4 separate regions of the Mus musculus genome follow, and regions 1, 2 and 4 are each linked to region 3. Evidence: chromatin contacts called from public HiChIP or PLAC-seq and promoter capture Hi-C data. All regions are on one chromosome and are shown on one strand. The core of a region is the stretch at or near the end of the contact, and the rest is flanking DNA. Distances in the headings are between cores, read along the strand shown. Region 1 holds the start of Cwc25 (CWC25 spliceosome-associated protein). Region 2 holds the start of Zpbp2 (zona pellucida binding protein 2). Region 3 holds the start of Med1 (mediator complex subunit 1). Region 4 has its middle 22 kb from the start of Fbxo47.

Region 1 (2,993 bases), core at 124-2,623, 430 kb after region 3:
TGTAGCCCTGGGTGTCCTGGAACTTACTTTGTAGACCAAGCTGGCCTCAAACTCAGAAATCCACCTGCCTCTGCCTCCCGAGTGCTGGAATTAAAGGCATGTGCCACCACGACCAGCTCGGAGCCAGTGTTCTTAATGGCTGAGCCATCACTCCAGTTCTTTAATTCTAACAACTCAAAAATAAAAACACAAGGGCTGGCGAGATGGCTTGGTGGGTAAGACAACTGACTGCTCTTCAAAAGGTCCTGGTGGCCGGGGGTGGGTGTGGGGGGGTGGGTGGTGGCACACGCCTTTAATCCCAGCACTCAGGAGGCAGAGGCAGGCAGATTTCTGAGTTCGAGGCCAGCCTGGTCTACAGAGTGAGTTCCAGGACAGCCAGGGCTACACAGAGAAACCCTGTCTCTGAAAAACCAAAATAAAAAAGGTCCTGGTGACTCACAAACTCATCCATAATGAGAACTGATACCCTCTTCTGTTGTGTCTAAAGACAGCAACAATGTACTTATTTATATATAAATCTTTTCTTCTTCTTCTTCTTTTCTTTTCTTTCTTTCTTTCTTTCTTTCTTTTTTTTTTTTTTTTTTTTGAGACAAGGTTTCTCTGTGTAGCTCTGACTGTCCTTGGAACTCACTCTGTAGACCAGGCTGGCCTTGAACTCAGAAATCTGCCTGCCTCTGCCTCCCAAGTGCTGGGACCAAAGGCGTGTGCCACTACTGACAGGCCCATAAATAAATCTTAAAAAATAAAAATAAAGACACAAGCTGGCTATAGTTTAGCAAGTCTGTAATTCCAGCATTCTGGTGACAGAAGCAAGTGGTATAGATCTGAGTTCAAGGCCAGCCTGATCTACACTGTCCCCAGATAGCCAGGGTTTTACATAGAAAGACACTGTCTAGGAAACAAAAATAAATAAAATAATAAAAATAGGTATTTCCAGACCAGAATGATCTCAAACTTTGTGCCAGAGCTGGCCAGTTTCCATCTACCAAGCGTGGGAGATGACTGGGGGTGTGCCATGACATCTGGCTTTTGGGATTTTGTTTGATAGCATCTATTTCTATAAAACATGCCGGGAATGAGGGAGCTGGCCGAAAAGCTGGTTTGGAAACCCTGGTGTAGCGGTGAGATGGGGAGGCGGCCTAAGTTGGCAGATACTGAGGTCTTACACTGTCTCGCTTCTACGGCAGAGCCCTGATGCGTTGCCAAGGCAACAGAACCCGCCTATGGCTTTTCAACAGTTGGGGCCAGGGGCTTACGTGAGGCAACCAAAAAGAGGCCACCAAAACTGACGGAGGGTAGAAAGTACTTGCGACTCTAGGTTCACGTAGACTTAGCGCTCATACCAAACGTCATCGAGCCGAGACGCTGACGCAGTCATATGACACCACCCCGGAAGTGCGAGCTAGAGCGGGCGGGGAAAAGGGCAGCTGGTTCCTGTAGGGATTAGGTCCCGAGAGGCCGTCTCTGAACTGTTTCCCTAGGTTTCCTCTCTGCCTTCGCTGAATCTTTCAGGTCCACAGACTGAAGAACCGTCTCCACCATCATGGGAGGCGGAGACCTGGTAAGTGCTAGAGGCCTGGGCAGCGACGACTGAGCCCGAGACCCACAGGCGCCGGGGTGGGGTGAAAGTCGGGGGTAGCAGTCGGTAACCCTGGTAATGAAGTCTTGATTTCAGCACAAGGGGGTGATAAACATGGAGAGGGAGCGGATGGTGAAGCCCACAGAGGGACTGAGATGAGCCTCGGGAAGATGTGCGGCGAGGAATGTTTGCTGTTGTCAGGATTTGCTGATTCGGGGGCTTCCCGGGGGCTCCCAGGAAGTCTAAGGTTAGGGAAGGGACAGTTGAACTCATGGTATGGAAGGAGGTAGATCTTGGGCACGTAGACTTTATTTTGTGTATGTTATCTTCGGACATAGCCTCCCCTGCTCCCCCTTTTTTAGCTAGGAGTTCACAGTTGTATCCTGGACCTGGACTGTTGAAAGGGTGGGCTTCAGTCATTTCCCATCCTGAGCTGTGCCGTTTAGAGGCGTCCATTTCAAATCTTTTCCATCTTTGTTTCCTTCCTTACATCAGTGTTTTGCTTTGATGTGTAGTGAGGAGGCAGCTTTCTTCGGTATCGGTAACACTTTTTTTTTTTTTATGTTAAGTGGCAATTGCTCTTAAGTCCTGTAGTTCGTTTGTGGGGAAGGAATGCCTTAAATAAGGCAGAAATATCCAAGAAGCAGAGAGCTAGATTAGGACACTATTGATCTTCTCAAAGTGAAGGTAATTGAATCAATAAGTACATCAGTTTGGGTATCTGTCCACTAAGCTGAATTTGCCGGGTGTCCTTAATTGGATCAAGTTGCAGGGCTCCATCAAAGTTAGTCTAGTTTAGTATGTGCTTCATGTAACTGTCTATTATGGACAGTGCATTAGTTTACTTCTGTAATAAAACCAAGATCAAAAGCAACTGTCGGAGGAGAAGGCTTCTTGCATCTTACAGGTTATAGCCCATCATTAAGGCAGCTCAAGTTGTAACCCAGAGGCAGGAACTGAAGTAGAAACCATGGAGGGATGCTGCTTACTGGCTTGCTTCTCTTGCCTTACTCAGCTTCCCTTGTTTACACAGGTAGACCACCTACCTAGGGATGGCTCCACCCACAGTGGGCTGGGCCTTCCTCTCTCAGGTCATACTCAAGAACACACACTCACAGACATTCCCACAATCTGATGGAGGCAGTGCCTCAACTGAAGCTGACAACCCAGACTTGCCATCCTTGCCAGGAGACCTGTAATCTGGGTGATTCTGTTGCCTGTGTGGTGGAGTTGTCCTGTAACTTGTATATTCAGCAGCGTCTAGCCACAGGGTGCCCTTAGCACTCTCATGCAATGGTGACATCTGCAAATTTCTCCAGACCCTGGTTGCCATTGGTGCCTTGGGATGGAAAGGAAAATCTATGTAGGACAAAGTAAGGGCGAGTGTGTTTGTGGTGGTGGAGGTGGTGAAGGC
Region 2 (2,700 bases), core at 64-2,563, 360 kb before region 3:
GACACACACACTCCTAGACAATGATACCAGTTAGTTCTTTCAGGATTTCAGTACTTAAAAAGTCTTCGTAACGTGTCCAATGCTAGTTGTCATTTAGAATGAAGTCTTTGCTGCTTCCCCATAGTAAACCTTTAAACTGTACTTTGTCGGTAATATTTTTATTTTGTGACAGTCTAGAAAAATGAAGATCAAGTTCCTTTTAACGTACACATTAATAAATAGCTCCAATAAGGAGCTATGGAATCAATGTTACAGGATGTTAGCTTGACTGACAAACTATTTCAAAACTGAAAACTTGGTATTTCGCGTAAGCTTCCTGTTGTCTTGTGCAGTGTTTACTAGAAAGGTGTACAACAGTGACTCAACTGGATAGATAGTACCTAGTCTCACAAGGTACTTTTTAAGGTCCAATCATTGCCAGGATCAGAATCTCTAAAGTCTATTGTTCAGTTTGGCAGTGTAATGGTGGTGTTGGGAAGAGAAAGGCCTTAAATGTGGAATTGTTCTAGACGGAGTGCAGTGTTATTTCAAATTTGGAGTACTTTTTCCTGAATGTAGGAAAACTACAGAGAGTAGTAACACTGGAGCTGATGTTTGATGCATGAATAGGGCTGGTTAATACAAGAGGGAGAGAAGAGCCTTCCAGAGGGGCGTCCACTCTGCTAAGTGCCTTCACCCATTACAAAGCAGAAGTATTTGAAAGAGAGACGTGGTATCAGAGCGGCAGATCTGTGGTGAACACTGGAATAGAAGACTAGCTTTGAGGGCAATGATGCAAACTTCCCGAACTGCAGAGCACAGACGCCCTCCTGCCTAGCTCCCTTTTCCCTGCCTGAAGAACCTAAGAGGATGCATCCCCAGCTCTTGGGACAAGCCTTGCGTGAGAAGAGGCACGTATTACCTGGGTGCCCTACCGTGCCGTAAACAAAGCCTTTGATATTGAATAAGGAAGAACGTTGCGATCCAACTGCGGAGGAGAGAACACCTCTGGCTTATTATTAGTGTTTGGAGGACACACGGTTCAGGGCGGGGCGGGGCGGAGGCGAAGAAGGAGGGACGGGGGAGGAGCCTGCGGGCCAAGCCCCACCTCCTGCGAGAGACCAGAGCACCGCGTAGAGTAGGGCCCACGCAAGCATCACGGCTCAGGCACTAGTGGCGACGGCTGGGTGCCCTCCTACCTCAGGCCAGGCCCAACGCCTCCCCATCGCTCCTCTACAGAGCGAAGCAAACCGCCAAGGGCATCTTCCCTACCGGTCCCAGGCTATCACGGGGGCGGCTGTGCCCGAGAGCGCCTGCGTGTTCCGGCTTGGCACGAGGGGCGGGGCAAGCGCTCGCAGATGGAGAGCCCCGCCTCCTGGCGCACGCGCAGTTGCGGAGCGCTGCACCCTCCGAGCCTTTCGCACCTCTCCTTGGGTCCCGTGTTCCCGCTCTCTAGCTCTAGTCGGCCTGGTGGTGTGACGAGTAAAGGAAACGAACTCAAGACTTCCTCAGACTAAAGGAACTGATGAGTGAACACAGTGGGTCCTAAGGACGGTGGCGGCGGCTCTGAGCAGCCCAAGGATGCCGTAGTTTGGCGATCAGAAGAAGGGAGATGTTTGTGAGAATTTCCTAAAAGCGAGGGCTCAGCTCTGGAACCCCGAGCTAACGTTGCTAGCGTTGCTGGATCTGTCAAAACGTCACATCCAGTTTTCACCTAGTTGCATTTTTCTGGCATACAAAACCAAGACCTTGAAGAGCCCTCTCCTCTGTGCTTCAGAAGGGTGCCCTCAGACCTTCCCACGTGGAGGAAGGTTAAACCTTTATTTTTTTCAGCTTAGAGTGTGAGATGATGTAAGGGACACCCCCTCATGCAAATTTATTCGGAAGTAACTTTGCTTTAGAGAATGGGTCCCTTCGAAAGGAAGGCGAGAGCGGGTGATCTTTTCCTCAGCTGATGTGAGATAAGTCACTCTCAGGGAGCTCCAAAATAGTCTTTCAAAGTTCTTCTGAACCCTGTGCTGGGGACCAAACCCAGGGCCTTTACTGAATTGAGTCGCTAACCCCATCATGCGTGGTCCCATCTTGACTGCTATTTTAGGTGACCTGAAAGACTTTAGGTGTTGTTTACCTCTTGGCAGTAGAGCACCGCTCTCAGTAGTGGTTTTGAGTAGGTTGGTTAGGGAGAGAGCCCAAGGTTCAGATAGGGTGCAGAATGGTTATTTGGGGTGAGATCAGGAGTTTTCAGTTTTATTTCCTTTGAGCCGAGTCAGTATTTGGACTGTCTCAGATGGTCCAGGAGCAACCTTTGTCAGTAATTTCATTTTTAGTCACTGTTAATTTTATCGATCTAGCACAAGCATGAAATGGGATTCAATGAGTCAGATCCACCCCCTGTCAGTTACTACGTCTAGACTCATGGGTTAGCCTCAACTGTTAAAAATGTGGATGGGTGTTTTGCTTGCATTTCTGTCTGTCTGTGCACCACAGGCATGCACTGCCCACAGAGGCCAAAGAGTGTGTCGCCTCTGGGACTGGAGTTAACAATGGTTGTGAGCAGCCATTTGGATGCTGGGAATCAAACGTGGGTCCTTTAGAAGAGCAGCCAGTGTTCATAACCGCAGAGACACCTCACTTCAGATTTAATCAAAACATTTTCCAAAAGTACAAAGTATTACTAACTTCTCAGTTATTGCACACGATTCTCATAAACTTATGTGTTAA
Region 3 (2,747 bases), core at 226-2,725:
AACAAAAGCCTAAAGTACTGCGGTCCTCTTTTTAAGAATTTTAGATATTACTTTAACAGTTTCTGTGCTTGATATAGGTTAAGTCCTTATTTATTTACTATAAATTGTGCATTACCTCTGTACAAATGGGAAACAAATTAAGCTCAATTTAGATCAATATACTGTTAATTTCTGTACAGAGCCAAGCTCAACATGGTAAACGATGATAATGTTTTCCAAAAATCATCTTCTTTGTGTGTGTGAAGTCATTCTTTTTTTGTTTTGTTTTTGTTTGTTTGTTTGTTTTGTTTTTTGGGTTTTTTTTTTTTTTTTGGTTTTTCGAGACAGGGTTTCTCTGTGTAGCCCTGGCTGTCCTGGAACTCACTCTGTAAACCAGGCTGGCCTCCAACTCAGAAATCTGCCTGCCTCTGCCTCCCTAGTTCCTTTCTTTTTCTTTTATTTATTATATATATATGTATGTATGCGTGTATATGTGTATATGTATGTGTGTGTGTGTGTGTATATATATATACTGTACCTGTCTTCAGACACTCCAGAAGAGTGAGTCAGATCTCATTACAGATGGTTGTGAGCCACCATGTGGTTGCTGGGAATTGAACTCAGGACCTCCTGAAGAGCAGTCGGTGCTCTTAAATTAACTGAGCCATCTCTCCAGCCCCTTCTTTCTTTTTTTTAAACAACATAACTGCTTCTGGTTCTTCAGGAAATTTCACCTTCCCACTTTCTCTAGGAATTAAACCCAGGACTTCAGACATGCTAATCAGGTATGTTGCTGGTGAGTTACAAGTCTTGTCATCTTACAAATCTTACTTTTTTGTTGTTTTGTTTTGTTTTTGTCCAGGCAAGGTTTCTCTGTAGCCTTGGCTGTCCAGAAACTTTGTAGACCAGGCTGCCCTCATACTCAGAGATCTACCTGCCTCTCCCTTCAGAGCGCTGGGATTAAAGGTGTGCGCCACCACCAGGCAAACTCTAAACACCCAAACACTAAAACTCACTGGAAATCTTTCAGTAGAGATTATTTTGTAAGGACCGGTTTTCACTATCCCCTTCCTCATTGGGATTATAGGAGTGTGCCACTTTTCCAGGTGCTCAAAGAGCAAACATTTTGTTTCGTTTGAGACAGGGTTTCTCTGTGTAGCCATGGCTGTCCTGGAACTCACACTGTAGACCAGGCTGGCCTCGAACTCAGAGTTCCGCCTGTCTGCTGGGATCAAAGGCTTGAGCCGCCACCACCGCGGGACGGAAGAGCTAACGCTTTTAATTTACAAATTGTGTAACTGTCGGGATGCAAACATAAACTTTCAGAGAGATGTCAACTCTGGGCACACACCCTTAGACGCCAAGGTGTGAATTCTGAGCCAATCGGAGCCGGGCCTGCTAGAGATCCTGCGGGGAGGACGAAATCAGCCAACCTCCGCGAGACTTTGGTGCGGTTCCTTCTTCCTCCGTCTCACAGGAACACGATTAATCTCGCGATCTTTGGGAAGTTCCGTTGGGGAAGATGGCGGCGGCCGCGAGCACCCTTCTCTTCTTGCCGCCGGGGACTTCAGACTGAGCCTTCCCCGGAAGAGTCGGGGCCGCTGGTGCGCCGCTTCCCCGGAGCCCAGGCTAACTTGGTTCCCCTCTGAGTGGCGGGGAAAGGCTCCCCGGCTCGTGGCGGACCCAAGACCTCCCCGCTGTCAGGATGAAGGCTCAGGGGGAAACCGAGGGTGAGTGACTGGGGGGTGGCGGGGAAGGAGGGGCGGTACACCGCTGCGGCGAGCCAATCCGAGAGAGGAGGTGGGGACCCACGCCCCTCCAGGGCCACCGTGCGTGGGACCGGATCCTGGTGGAATGTGCATCTTAGATCCCGACCGAGCCCTACAGATGCTGGAGCGCCTCCTCCGGGGCGCTGCTCCCCCGTCTCCTCCACTCGTGAAAGGTTTTCTGCGGGACGAGGGACGAGGAAGTTGAGCCTCAGGGTACTTTGAGCTTAGCCCGGTGGGACCCAAGGAGAGGGAAACTGAAACTTGTTGATGCTTTGTTCCAGGAGAGATCGCTGAAGATGACACTAGAACAATGTAATGTCAAAGTAATGGAGGGTGTTTTAGCCGGAGTGACTTGCTTGGTTCGATCTTCATCATAGTAAAAGCGGGCCGTTTATTACTTGGAAGGTCATAGTGTTCAAATACTGTGCTGTGTCTTTACGAACTGCTTTCAGTTGTGCACGACCGGTGGCTTTAAAGCTTGGGGGAGAGGTGTTCAGAACTATAAACTGGCAGGAACAATCCCCAAACCAGTTTCCCAGTTGAGGGAAGAAAAGGGAAGGGATAGAATCTTCTTTGTTTCTTGAGACAAGGTCCCCCTGCCTCAGCCTCCCAAGTGCGGGCTTACACACCTCTCGGCCAGCTAAGAGTTTGATTCTTGGTTCAGATACTCCCTCCCACGACCTGGACTGGCTTATCCAAAAATGAAGTCTCGACATTTGTAGCAAAGTGGACGATACTCAAAATAAGCCATATTAAGATAAATAGCACATTTTCTCTTATGAGGAATCTCGACGTAGGTATGTGTTGGTGTGTGTTGGTTGTGAAAACATGGGACCATGTGGGAACAAAGGAGGTCTGCAGGATAGAAAGGTTAGTGGAATATGAAATGAAGTGAGAGGTTTGGCTGTTTGGAGGTTGGGGCAGTGTGGCTCTCAGAGGGAGAGGACTTGGACCAAGTATAATGGCCTATATGTATAAGAATGCCAAAATGATATGCAT
Region 4 (2,952 bases), core at 227-2,726, 290 kb after region 3:
TGTAGTGGAGGGTGGGCTGTGGTGGAGAGTAGATAAGCTGTGGTAGAGGGTGGGCTGTGGTGGAGGGAGGGTGGCCTGTGGTGGAGGGAGGATGGGCTGTGGTGGAGGGTAAGGGAAGAAATGGGTATTGACTTTAGAGAAGCTGCTGGGCACTTTGTAAAGACCTGATCAGGCATGCTGAGGCCTCCCACTAAGGAAGGGGACTGGTGGAATTGTCACAGATCTAAGGAATGCTTTCCGGGCACAGCAGACATCATAGGTTGCAGTAGAGGATCGGTGGCGGCCAGGGAGGGCAGGCACAGGGTCCTGAGTATACCCTACTCTACGTACTTCCCTCTTTCTGGCCCCCTTGGATAGTGAGCCTTTATATAAGCCCCTTCCTGGCTCTCAGCATCCTAGAATAGCCACATAGGGTACTGGTTTCTTATTTTCAAGTGCTCAATACATATTTTTTGGTGAAGGTCTACAGAGATGCTTTTGAGAGATACTGAAGCCCCTCAGCGGGACAGTGGGAAGTCAAACTGGGCAGACAGGGTTGCTTTAATGAGAGCACCTGCTTGGCAAGAGACTGGATACGCAGCAGGAGCATCCGATGGCAAAAGAATGATGGGGACATTAACAGAAGTAACAGGAGCAGGGGCGGAAGAGAATGCGTGGGAAAGGGCAGTGCGACGGTGCTTCTGGGTTGGGACAAGACCGCTAAAAATATCTGCCCAGCAGCTGGACACATAGAACGCCAGCCCCACTAACCTTGTGGCCTGGGAAGGTCCTACTTTCATTTCTGTTGTAGTGATAAAAGATTCTGACAACAGTTTAGGAAAGAAGCAGTTTATTCTACTGATAATTGCAGGCTATATTCCATTATTTCAGGGAACTCAAGGCAGGAACCTAACGTATCAAATCCACAGTCAATGCAAAGAGAGAAGAAGCTGGCTGCCATCTCTCTTTATTCTGTCTTATGCAGTTCAGGACTCTCCCTGCATAGAGAATGATGCCTCCCATAGTGGGCAGGGTCTTTCTACCACAATTAACAATCAAGGCATTTTCCACAGACAGGACTAAATAGGCCACCCTGATCTAGATAATTCTCCAATAGGAAAGACTCCCGGAGGTGCTAGAGAGAAGGCTCAGTGCTTAAGAGCCTGTGTTATGCGTTACTTTTGCAGAGGAACCAAGTTTTGTTCCCAGCACCCATGTCTTTTTTTTTTTTTTTTTTTTTTTGGTTTTTTTTTTTTGGTTTTTTCGAAACAGGGTTTCTCTGTATAGCCCTGGCTGTCCTGGAACTCACTTTGTAGACCAGGCTGGCCTTGAACTCAGAAATCAACCTGCTTCTGCCTCCCGAGGGCCCATGTCTTTTTTTTAAAAAGATACATTTAAAAAAATGATTCATTTTGAAAAGAGTCAAGATGTGTCAAGCTGCTAGTAAAAACCAGAGCAGGAGCCACACGCAAAGCTGTGCTAGCAGTTGTCTCAGGAGAGGGTGTGACCACCCAGGAGGGCAGAGAGAAGACAAGAGGCTCTGGGTGGAGCCTTGAATCAACACTGAGGAGAAAAGAGCAACTAGCTGTTGAGGAAAGAAAAGGAGACTCCGGCAAGGGCAGAGTCAAGGCAGACAGGGAGGAGTGGCTTAGGCCAGGAGATGACCCCAGGATGCCCCAGAAATCCAGTGAGCAAACCTGGGCTACCACCCAGTAGCAAGAGAGTTCTCAGAGGACACAGTGATGAGGCTGTGGGAGGGCAGGATCCAGATTGTGTTGGTTAACAAAGAAGTGGGTGTGAGGGCTATGGAAGCCAAGGGAAACACTCTGGGAAGGGCTCTGGCAGGATGCAGAGAAGAAAGTCCCACTCCAGATGGAGGTGGGGCTGAGGGGAGCCTGTGTACAGAATGGGAGACACAAGAAGGGGTTTGTAAGCAGAAGAGGAGTCTGGAGGCAAAGGGCGTTTGATGATAGAGAAGGTCCCAAGGCAAGAGAGCGCACAGTCAGACTAATGATAGCTTAGCACATGCCTAGCTTGTGTCAGAGCATGGGTTTCCTGTCAGAACCTCAACAATAGAGTAAAAAGCATGCAGATCAAAGGAGTGATGCATTTAGTGAACATAGCAAGTCCTTAGAGAAGTGGAGTGTGAGCTACACAGCATCAGTCTGTTTTATTTCACCTCATCTTCACAAAGGACTTACTGTTTTCACTAAAATGCAAGAAAGTTAAATGGGTCACCCAAGATCACATAGCTTATCAAAGCTCGGGATCAAAGAATCAGTGAAGAGAAGTTCATAGGCTGAAGACTCAGTGCAGTTGGTAGGTGCTTGCCTAGCCTGCACGAAACCATGGGTTCAATCCCCAGTTCTACATAAACTGAGCATGGTGGCTCAAGGCTGTGATCCCAGCACTTAAGAGATAGAGGCAAGAAGATTAGAAATTCAAAGATAAATATCCTTGGCGACATATTGAGGGGCCCAGCCTGGGCTACATAAGACCTGTCTCAAAAAGAGAGAGATATATTAGGTACCAAAGACCCAAAGAGAATAGGAAGCAGGCTCTTGCCCTCATAGCCTTACAACCAACATCAGTAGACTAGGCTCTACCCTACCAACAAAATGCTCAGAAGATGTGCAAATAATAAAAGTTCAGCTGGGGCAAAGGAGAGGATGCACCAGGCCGAGTTCAAGAGGAGGTGACGTTTGACCTGAGTCTGGAAAAACCAGAAGGGAAAAGTTGGCTGACAAGCGAGTGACCGTCCCAGACAAATAGAACTAATACGCACAAGCCTGAGCCGCTGGGAACTGTGACCAATTCACTGTTCCGGAACACGGGGTAGGTGTGGCCGGGTACAGGATAGCAGTGTGCCAAGATGGGGGTGTAGGAAAATGGCACACTGTCCTGAAGCACTGTAATGTTTTCCCTTGATCAAGCAAGGGAAAAGTATCAGATTTGCACTCGACGGCAAGAGTG

Evidence for each region. Promoter capture Hi-C pulls out the DNA fragments that hold promoters and counts their contacts. HiChIP or PLAC-seq counts read pairs in DNA pulled down with a chosen protein or histone mark.
Region 1: an H3K27ac HiChIP or PLAC-seq map of regulatory T cell precursor shows a contact between it and region 3, with 8 times the contacts expected there. The contact joins the promoter of Cwc25 here to the promoter of Med1 in region 3. A contact is called at or near these places in 11 of 39 promoter capture datasets (the C10 cell line, cranial neural crest, embryonic stem cells and 6 more), 1 of 484 Hi-C or Micro-C datasets (cortical neurons), 7 of 115 datasets of contacts at active chromatin or transcription factors (the SCID.adh cell line, cardiomyocytes, extraembryonic endoderm stem cells and 4 more) and 2 of 9 other capture datasets (embryonic stem cells and pancreatic islet).
Region 2: a contact with region 3 is called in a promoter capture Hi-C map of pre-B cells, with 3 times the contacts expected there. The contact joins the promoter of Zpbp2 here to the promoter of Med1 in region 3. A contact is called at or near these places in 1 of 39 promoter capture datasets (pre-B cells), 1 of 115 datasets of contacts at active chromatin or transcription factors (the SCID.adh cell line) and 1 of 9 other capture datasets (liver).
Region 4: a contact with region 3 is called in an H3K4me3 HiChIP or PLAC-seq map of embryonic stem cells, with 7 times the contacts expected there. The contact joins the enhancer-like site here to the promoter of Med1 in region 3. A contact is called at or near these places in 10 of 39 promoter capture datasets (the 3T3-L1 cell line, 3T3-L1-derived adipocytes, the C10 cell line and 6 more), 1 of 484 Hi-C or Micro-C datasets (muscle stem cells), 6 of 115 datasets of contacts at active chromatin or transcription factors (the SCID.adh cell line, embryonic midbrain, embryonic stem cells and 3 more) and 1 of 9 other capture datasets (pancreatic islet).

The regions. Positions count from the first base shown.
Region 1 is chr11:97,764,993-97,767,985 of GRCm38.p6, reverse strand. Cwc25 (CWC25 spliceosome-associated protein) reads left to right here and starts at 1,373. Exons shown (of 10, transcript NM_026186.4): 1 at 1,373-1,561. The coding sequence starts at 1,544.
Region 2 is chr11:98,549,710-98,552,409 of GRCm38.p6, reverse strand. It overlaps Zpbp2 (zona pellucida binding protein 2), which reads right to left and starts at 1,313. Exons shown (of 8, transcript NM_027061.2): 1 at 1,088-1,313; 2 at 902-967. The coding sequence starts at 1,136.
Region 3 is chr11:98,192,021-98,194,767 of GRCm38.p6, reverse strand. It overlaps Med1 (mediator complex subunit 1), which reads left to right and starts at 1,475. Exons shown (of 17, transcript NM_001080118.1): 1 at 1,475-1,709. The coding sequence starts at 1,685. Gm38963 (a long non-coding RNA gene) reads left to right here. Exons shown (of 4, transcript XR_880193.2): 4 at 731-832.
Region 4 is chr11:97,904,830-97,907,781 of GRCm38.p6, reverse strand. No RefSeq gene overlaps it. Among named protein-coding and RNA genes, the nearest start is that of Fbxo47, 22 kb to the right of the region's middle. Within about 2 kb of position 1,476, at least 16 of the 459 cell types and tissues checked have an H3K27ac peak or open chromatin away from gene starts, as enhancers often do. A contact at or near this core is called in embryonic stem cells, where this site is marked.